Linked DNA regions of Sus scrofa: region 2 is linked to region 1. The links are chromatin contacts, called in public HiChIP or PLAC-seq maps. All regions are on one chromosome and are shown on one strand. Each heading gives the region's core, a stretch centred on a gene start, on an enhancer-like site or on the middle of the called end of the contact. The rest is flanking DNA. Distances are from core to core; before and after follow the strand shown.

Region 1 (3,305 bases), core at 645-3,144:
GTGTCTGGCCAATGTTGAGCCCTCAGGTGTTTTTTATTCTTTTCCATTATGGTTTATTACAGGGTGTTGAATATAGTTTCCTGTGCTATACAGTATGACCTTTTTTTTTTTTTTATCCATTCTGTATAGCAATTTGCATCTGCTAACCCCGAACTCCCAATCCTTCCCTCTCCCAACCCCTCCACTTTGGCAACCACAAGTCTGTTCTCTGTTTCTGTTTCATAGATAGGTCCATTTGTGCTATATTTTAGATTCTACGTACAAGTGATATAAGATGATATTCGTCTTTCTCTTTTTGACTCATTTAGTATAGTAATCTCTAGGTCCTTCCACGTTACTGCAGATGGCATCATTTCATTCTTTTTATGGCTGAGTAATAGTCCATCTCATATAGATACCCATATTATATCTTCTTAATCCATCCCTCTGTTGATAGACATTTAGGTTGTTTCTATGTCTTGGCTATTGTAAATAGTGCTGCTATGAACATAAGGGTGCATATATCCTTTAAAATTATAATTTTGTCTGGATATACTTCCAGGAGTGGGATTGCTGGCTTATATGATAACTCTACCTTTAGTTTTCTTGAGGAAACTCCATACTGTTCTCCACAGCAGCTGCACCAATTTACATTCCCACCAACAGTGCAGGAGGGCTCCCTTTTTCCACACCCTCTCTAACATAGCCCTCAAGTGCTCTTAATATCATTCTTTTTTTTTTTTTTTTTTGTCTTTTTAGGGCCACACACATAGCATACGGAGGTTCCCAAGCTAGGTGTTGAATAGGCGCCATAGCTGCCGGCCTACTCCACAGTCACAACCACACCAGATTTGAGCCACATCTGCAGCCTATACCACAGCTTATGGCAATGCCGTAGCCTTAACCCACTGAGCAAGGCCAGGGATCAAACCCACATCCTCATGGATACTAGTCAGGTTCTTAACCTACTGAGCCACAAGGGGAACTCCAATATTCTTAAAACAATGACATCTGTGGTGTTCATGCTTTCTCACAAGGCCCTAAGAACACCTCCCAGATGTTTTAAGGCATAGCACTGGTTCTCACCCTTGGCTTGTTTAGAATCACCTGGGGAGTTTCTTAAAAGTATAGATGCCTGGGTCCCATTCCCAAAGATCCTGGTTCCGTTGGTCAAAGGTACACCTGAGACTTGGCTCCCGTTGCATAAAGCTCCCAGGGATCCCATATGCAACAAAGTCTGGCAATCACTGATCTACAGAATTGAACCTGTAACTAGAGATCAGGTAAGGCAAGGACCACTGAGCAGACAAGCTTAGAGCCACCGGACCGTCTCCCTACTTCACTGAGGCCACCACTGAGAAAGAACCTACAACTCTCCTCAGCAATTTCAAGCTTCTCATTCCAAACCAATTAGAATGGAAGAGATTAGGCTAAAGTTGAGCTAATTCCAGATCTTACCCTGGCAGCTAATTTTTTGGAAACCAATCTTTACCTTCTTCTAAAAAAATTTTTTTAAACCACTTAAAAATTAAAATTAAAAAAAAAAGAAAAAAAAAAACCCAGCTTACCAAAAGTACAGAGACAACAGTCCGGAAAAATTAAGGCAGTCACAGTTTTGTTTGCTGTATGGAGGATAGGATCTCATTTCTTCCTATATTTTTCTATCTGTTCATTAGCCTTGAGTTTGGCTCCATTTTAATAGGACACAAGAGTTTGGCTCTATTTTATGGGGACAAGAGAATCAGAAGCAGCTATTTTTGGAGCCAGACTTCTTTTTAAGGCTGGCAAGGGTAGAGGGGAATCAGGCATGTGACCTCCTTTTCCAGCTGACTTCACAAAAGATGGGGAAGAGGAGGGTATGCTGGATGTCCCCATGAGTCACTGACTCAGATCCCGCCCTTCTGTTGATCTGGCCTTAAAGATCTGGGGTGCTACCTCCAGGACACTGCAGCTGTTCACGTGCCCGCATTTGGGGAAGTGAGGCCTGGGAAAGCGTCAACGCAGGGCACAGTTTGCTGCTTATCAACAGAATTTTTCCCTGAGAGCTAGGCTTCTTCCTCTCAGAGGTCTGGCCCTGGCAAGTCCCTTCCCAAGCCAGCCTTTCCAAAGAAGCACGCTGAGGGGGTTGCCTCCAGCCTCTCAGCTTCCTCTCCTTCTTGGGCTCCCCGGCAAGCCTGGCCCCAAAGTGCCTGGTTCCAAGCAGGTCCAAGGCGTGCTGCAGTGGCGAACCTGAGGGTAGAGGGTCAGAACTAGGACCAGTGGCCTGATGCCAACAGAAAGGCTGAGTTAAATGTAAGCAATAACTTTCCCAAGAGTTCCATTTGGGGGATGCTCCAGTGCTCAGAGATCCATGTCAGGGCACGTGTTCACACAGCCTTAAGCAAGTCATAAAGGAGATCTGGAACCAGACAGAGGTTGACCAGATGTTCTCCAAAGCCTTGTCCCCACCTGAGAGTATATTTTTGTGAATCCTCAAGTCATTGGCAGTTCTCCAAGACAAGAGTAAGTTCGAGAAATCTTTTCCTTATTGTTTTAAATTTGTAAGCAGGAAACATTTCAATCATACCGAATAAAGAAAATAATAAACTAGACTTTTATAAGCCCCTAAAATTTTAAGCATATTTCACCAAACTTTCTTCAGACCTCTCTTTCTCTGTCCTTTCAAAGAAATAAAAATGTTCAGATACAGTTCCATTTCTTCAACCTTCCCTTTTCCTTCTCCAAAGGAACTATTAACCTAAAGTTGGCCTATATCATTCCCATGTATGTTTTTGTAATAAATATGAATATGTTAATAAAAATCATATTGTTTACATTTTAATATGAATTACCTCTCTATATATTACGTACATGTATGTCACACACATGTTATTTTACAACTTGTTTTTTCACTCAACATAGTTTTAGAATTTATACATTTTTTTTAAATGGCTGCATCCACAGCACATGGAAGTTCCCAGGCCAGGGATTGAATCTGAGCCACAGCTGTGACCTATGCCACAGCTGCAGCAACGCCAGATCCTTAACCTACTGCGCCAGGTCGGGGATGGAACCAGCACCTCCAAAACAACCCACCTGCTTCAGTTGGATTCTTTTTTTTTTTTAAGGGCTAAACTTGGGGCATATGGAAATTCCCAGGCTAGGTATCAAATCAGAGCAGTAGCTGCCAGCCCACAACCACAACAGAGGATCCGAGCCTCATCTGCAACCTACACTACAGAACATGGCAGTGCCAGATCCTTAACCCACTGAGCAAGGCCAGGGATCAAACCCAAATCCTCATGGATACTAGTCAGATTCATTTCACTGAGCCACAATGGGAACTC
Region 2 (3,282 bases), core at 308-2,807, 230 kb after region 1:
ACTGAAAAGATTCACCTCTATCGAGCACAGGTCTTCTGAAACAGAACCTTAATAGCATACTTAGCAAAGGAATAGTTGCCAGCTGACTAGCTATTGATTTAATGTTCCATCATTTCCATGGTTCAATCATACCTACCATGGTGAATCAGATGGAGCATCCTCAATGAACCAATAAATGAGCAATTTCCCCCACCAAAGGGATATGTTTCCTGTGTGGTAAAGGCAGACATAACTTATCACAAACAACGTGAGGCTCCAATGCAGCACTGATTTACCCCGGATCATCTAGCCTTCTGTTTTCTGTAATGGTTTATTCTTCTAATTGGCACTCGCCACACACCAGCTTTTTGTTTAAATATCCGGGTATGTGATCTATCTCTGCTTGAGGTCAGGGACCATTTCTTAGACACTTTATCATTTTCTACAGGATATATTGGGTGGTCAATAAATATTTGTCAAATGAGAATCCCATGTGAGCACAGAATAGGGCCAGGGTTTGCTATATGCCAGTGATTCTCAACCCTGGCTTTCCATCAGGGTCACCTGGGGATCTTTTAAAAAAATACCCCAGCCTTATGCCAGAGCTGTGGATTTATTTGGTCTAAAGCAGGATCTGAGCATCCTCCCCAGACCCTGTGTTTTAATGGGTTTGCAGGTAATTCTAATGGACATCCAGGGCTGAGAATCACTGTATAAGCCACTCTGATATAGGAAGACAGGCAGGCAGATCAGCAAGTGGTCTAATAAGCATGTCCACTTTGCTTTTTCTCAGAGCAGTGCTTCTCAAAGCTTGGTCTCAGGATGAGCAGAAGCAGCAGCCTGTAACTTGTCAGAAATGTTCCTCCCCAGACTTAGAGAATCAGAAACTCTGTGAGGGCCAGCCCTCCAGGCGAATCCGATGCCTGTTTGGGAACCACCACTATAGAAAAATACATTGAACTACAAATAACAATGCTGTGAATGTCTTAGGGAAACTGATTTCAAACATATTCAACTCAAAGCGTATTTCAGGGTATGCTTTATGAAAAACTCTCTGGTCCATAGTTTTTCTTAGTATTATCCTTTGGCACCTAAAATAAATTTCAACATATATGAAAAACACTATAAGAGCTGTCATTGGAAATGACAGCAGTTGGCATTCCCTACGCAGAAACATTTGGCCTGGAGGAGAAACAACCACATCTCAATCAGCTCCTGCCCTACCGCTATGCTTTGTGGTGGCCCTCAATGCTTGGGCAAGAGATCTGTTACTCAACTTCAGTTTCCACTCATTGTAAAATCAAAGGGGGCAGGAAATTCAAACCACAGGCCCAATTCTCTAACCAGGTTTGCAGAGCTCCTTGAAGAAGCCAGAATCAGAAGTGTTCCTTTGCTCCCAGACATAGGATTGTGAATGTACAATGAGAAGGCCCTCAGCCTGTCTTCCAAAATGTGCTTCCCCACATGCTTCCTCAAGAGCTCCACAGTGGATCTGACTCAGCCTCAGAGGGTGAGGCACCAGAGGAATAGTGGCAGTTGGTGGCAAGGGGAAGTGACAAAGGGAAACTTAGGGGTGAGTGGCAACAGCAGAAGTGGTGACTGGCAATATATGTTGTGGTGAGGGGAGATGCGGTGACTGGCACACCCCACCGTAACAAGTGACTTCTTTGACACACCTTTATCTGGGATCCATCAAAGGGACAGGCAGATTTGGGTTGCTGGTTTAACAGTGATTAAAGGTCAAACATAAAGTAAGGTTGGTAATGCAGACCCATGAGTAGACTTCTCCAAGAGCAATCCCTCTGCTGCCTGCTTTAAAATCACCAGGGGCACTTGCTAATGTTGTAGCTTCCTGGACCCCACCCTGAACCTACTGAGTCAGCATTTCTCAGGATAGGAGGTCCAGAAATCTTCACACTGAACAAGGCCTCGGGTGCTCTGATACAGGTGCTCCTCAATAGACTTTCACAAAGCTGCCTGAACATAATTCCGTTGAAGTTAAGTAATGGTCAGCATTGACCCTATGCAAGGAGCTGCAGGAGATACAGAAATGTCTTAAGATATTGTCCCTTACCAAGAAGAATTAACCATAAGAGTAGCAATGGTGGAGTTCCCTTCGTGGCACAGCGGAAATGAATCCAACTGGGAACAAAAAGGTTGTGAGTTTGATCCCTGGCCTTGCTCAGCAGGTTAAGCACCTGGCGTTGCTCTGAGCTGTGGTGTAGGTCGCAGACGTGGCTTGGATTCCATGTTGCTGTGGCTGTGGCATAGGCCGGCAGCAGCAGCTCCCATTAGACCCGTAGTCTGGGAACCTCCATATGCCTCAGGTGCAGCCCTAGAAAAAGCAAAAAGACAAAAAAAAAAAAAAAAGAATTAGTTAATCTCCGTGTTCCTTTCTGGATCCCAAATTCTCTCATTTCCTCTTCCATTCTGACAGGGAACAGAAGGGTTACTACCACAGTCACCTAACCTACCATGACTTAGCTCAACTAATAAAGGTAGTTAATATTCCTCCGAGCATGGCAGGGATGACCTAACTCGGACCCAGACAGAGTTACACCGCCGTCTGTGGTTCTAGAGCAGGTGCCGCAAGTGTCAGACCTTGAAATTTGTTTTGAAACCGACCACCTGTTACTGTGATTGTGTGGCTGTTTTCCTGGCTTATGGGATTTTACTTCAGCTGTTGTTCTCAGGCGGGAGTTTATTTCCTCTAGGAATCACTCCCTTCACTGGCCCTAAACTTAGCATTTGTGTGCAGGGATCTTCCGGAGACTGATTCAACTATGCAACACTGAATATTCTGCCAAATGTCCTGAAGTCACTCACAGACTTGAGCAACAGATTTGGGGCGGGGAATAAGAATCCTGTCTTTTGTTACAGATAATCATCTCTTTGAATTTTGCTTCAGGGAGAAGAAGCCAAAGGATCAGATTTATAGCAGCTCCTGATTCTTTTTTTTCCCCTGTTAACAGACAGTATTATGCTGACTCAGCACTTCCCTGGCATTCACTGCTTCACTAAAAATTCCTGCGCCTGTAAAATTTTAGTGCAAGTTAAAAACTTGTCAGATGAATTTCAATTTTTCTCTGACGGTTTGAAGGGACTGATACAATTTGGTGATTAACTAGTCCAACCTTTCATTTTAGAACTGAGGCTCATGAAGTTCAGTGACATTATTATAAAGAGACTTGCTCAAGGTCATAGACCTCATTAAAGGACTGAGCTAGAAATCTATATTACAGAGAGTACTCTATAAAGGAAAAATAATGACAACGACAACACACAAAAAAAAAACTTTAAAAG

The links. HiChIP or PLAC-seq counts read pairs in DNA pulled down with a chosen protein or histone mark.
Region 2: an H3K27ac HiChIP or PLAC-seq map of alveolar macrophages shows a contact between it and region 1. The contact joins two enhancer-like sites. A contact is called at or near these places in 2 of 2 datasets of contacts at active chromatin or transcription factors (alveolar macrophages and skeletal muscle).

Annotation. Positions count from the first base shown.
Region 1 is chr15:15,550,682-15,553,986 of Sscrofa11.1, forward strand. All of the region lies in intron 2 of THSD7B (thrombospondin type-1 domain-containing protein 7B), which reads right to left. Among named protein-coding and RNA genes, the nearest start is that of THSD7B, 58 kb to the right of the region's middle. Within about 2 kb of position 1,895, at least 7 of the 83 cell types and tissues checked have an H3K27ac peak or open chromatin away from gene starts, as enhancers often do. A contact at or near this core is called in alveolar macrophages and skeletal muscle, where this site is marked.
Region 2 is chr15:15,781,529-15,784,810 of Sscrofa11.1, forward strand. No RefSeq gene overlaps it. Among named protein-coding and RNA genes, the nearest start is that of DARS, 27 kb to the right of the region's middle. Within about 2 kb of position 1,558, at least 16 of the 83 cell types and tissues checked have an H3K27ac peak or open chromatin away from gene starts, as enhancers often do. A contact at or near this core is called in alveolar macrophages and skeletal muscle, where this site is marked.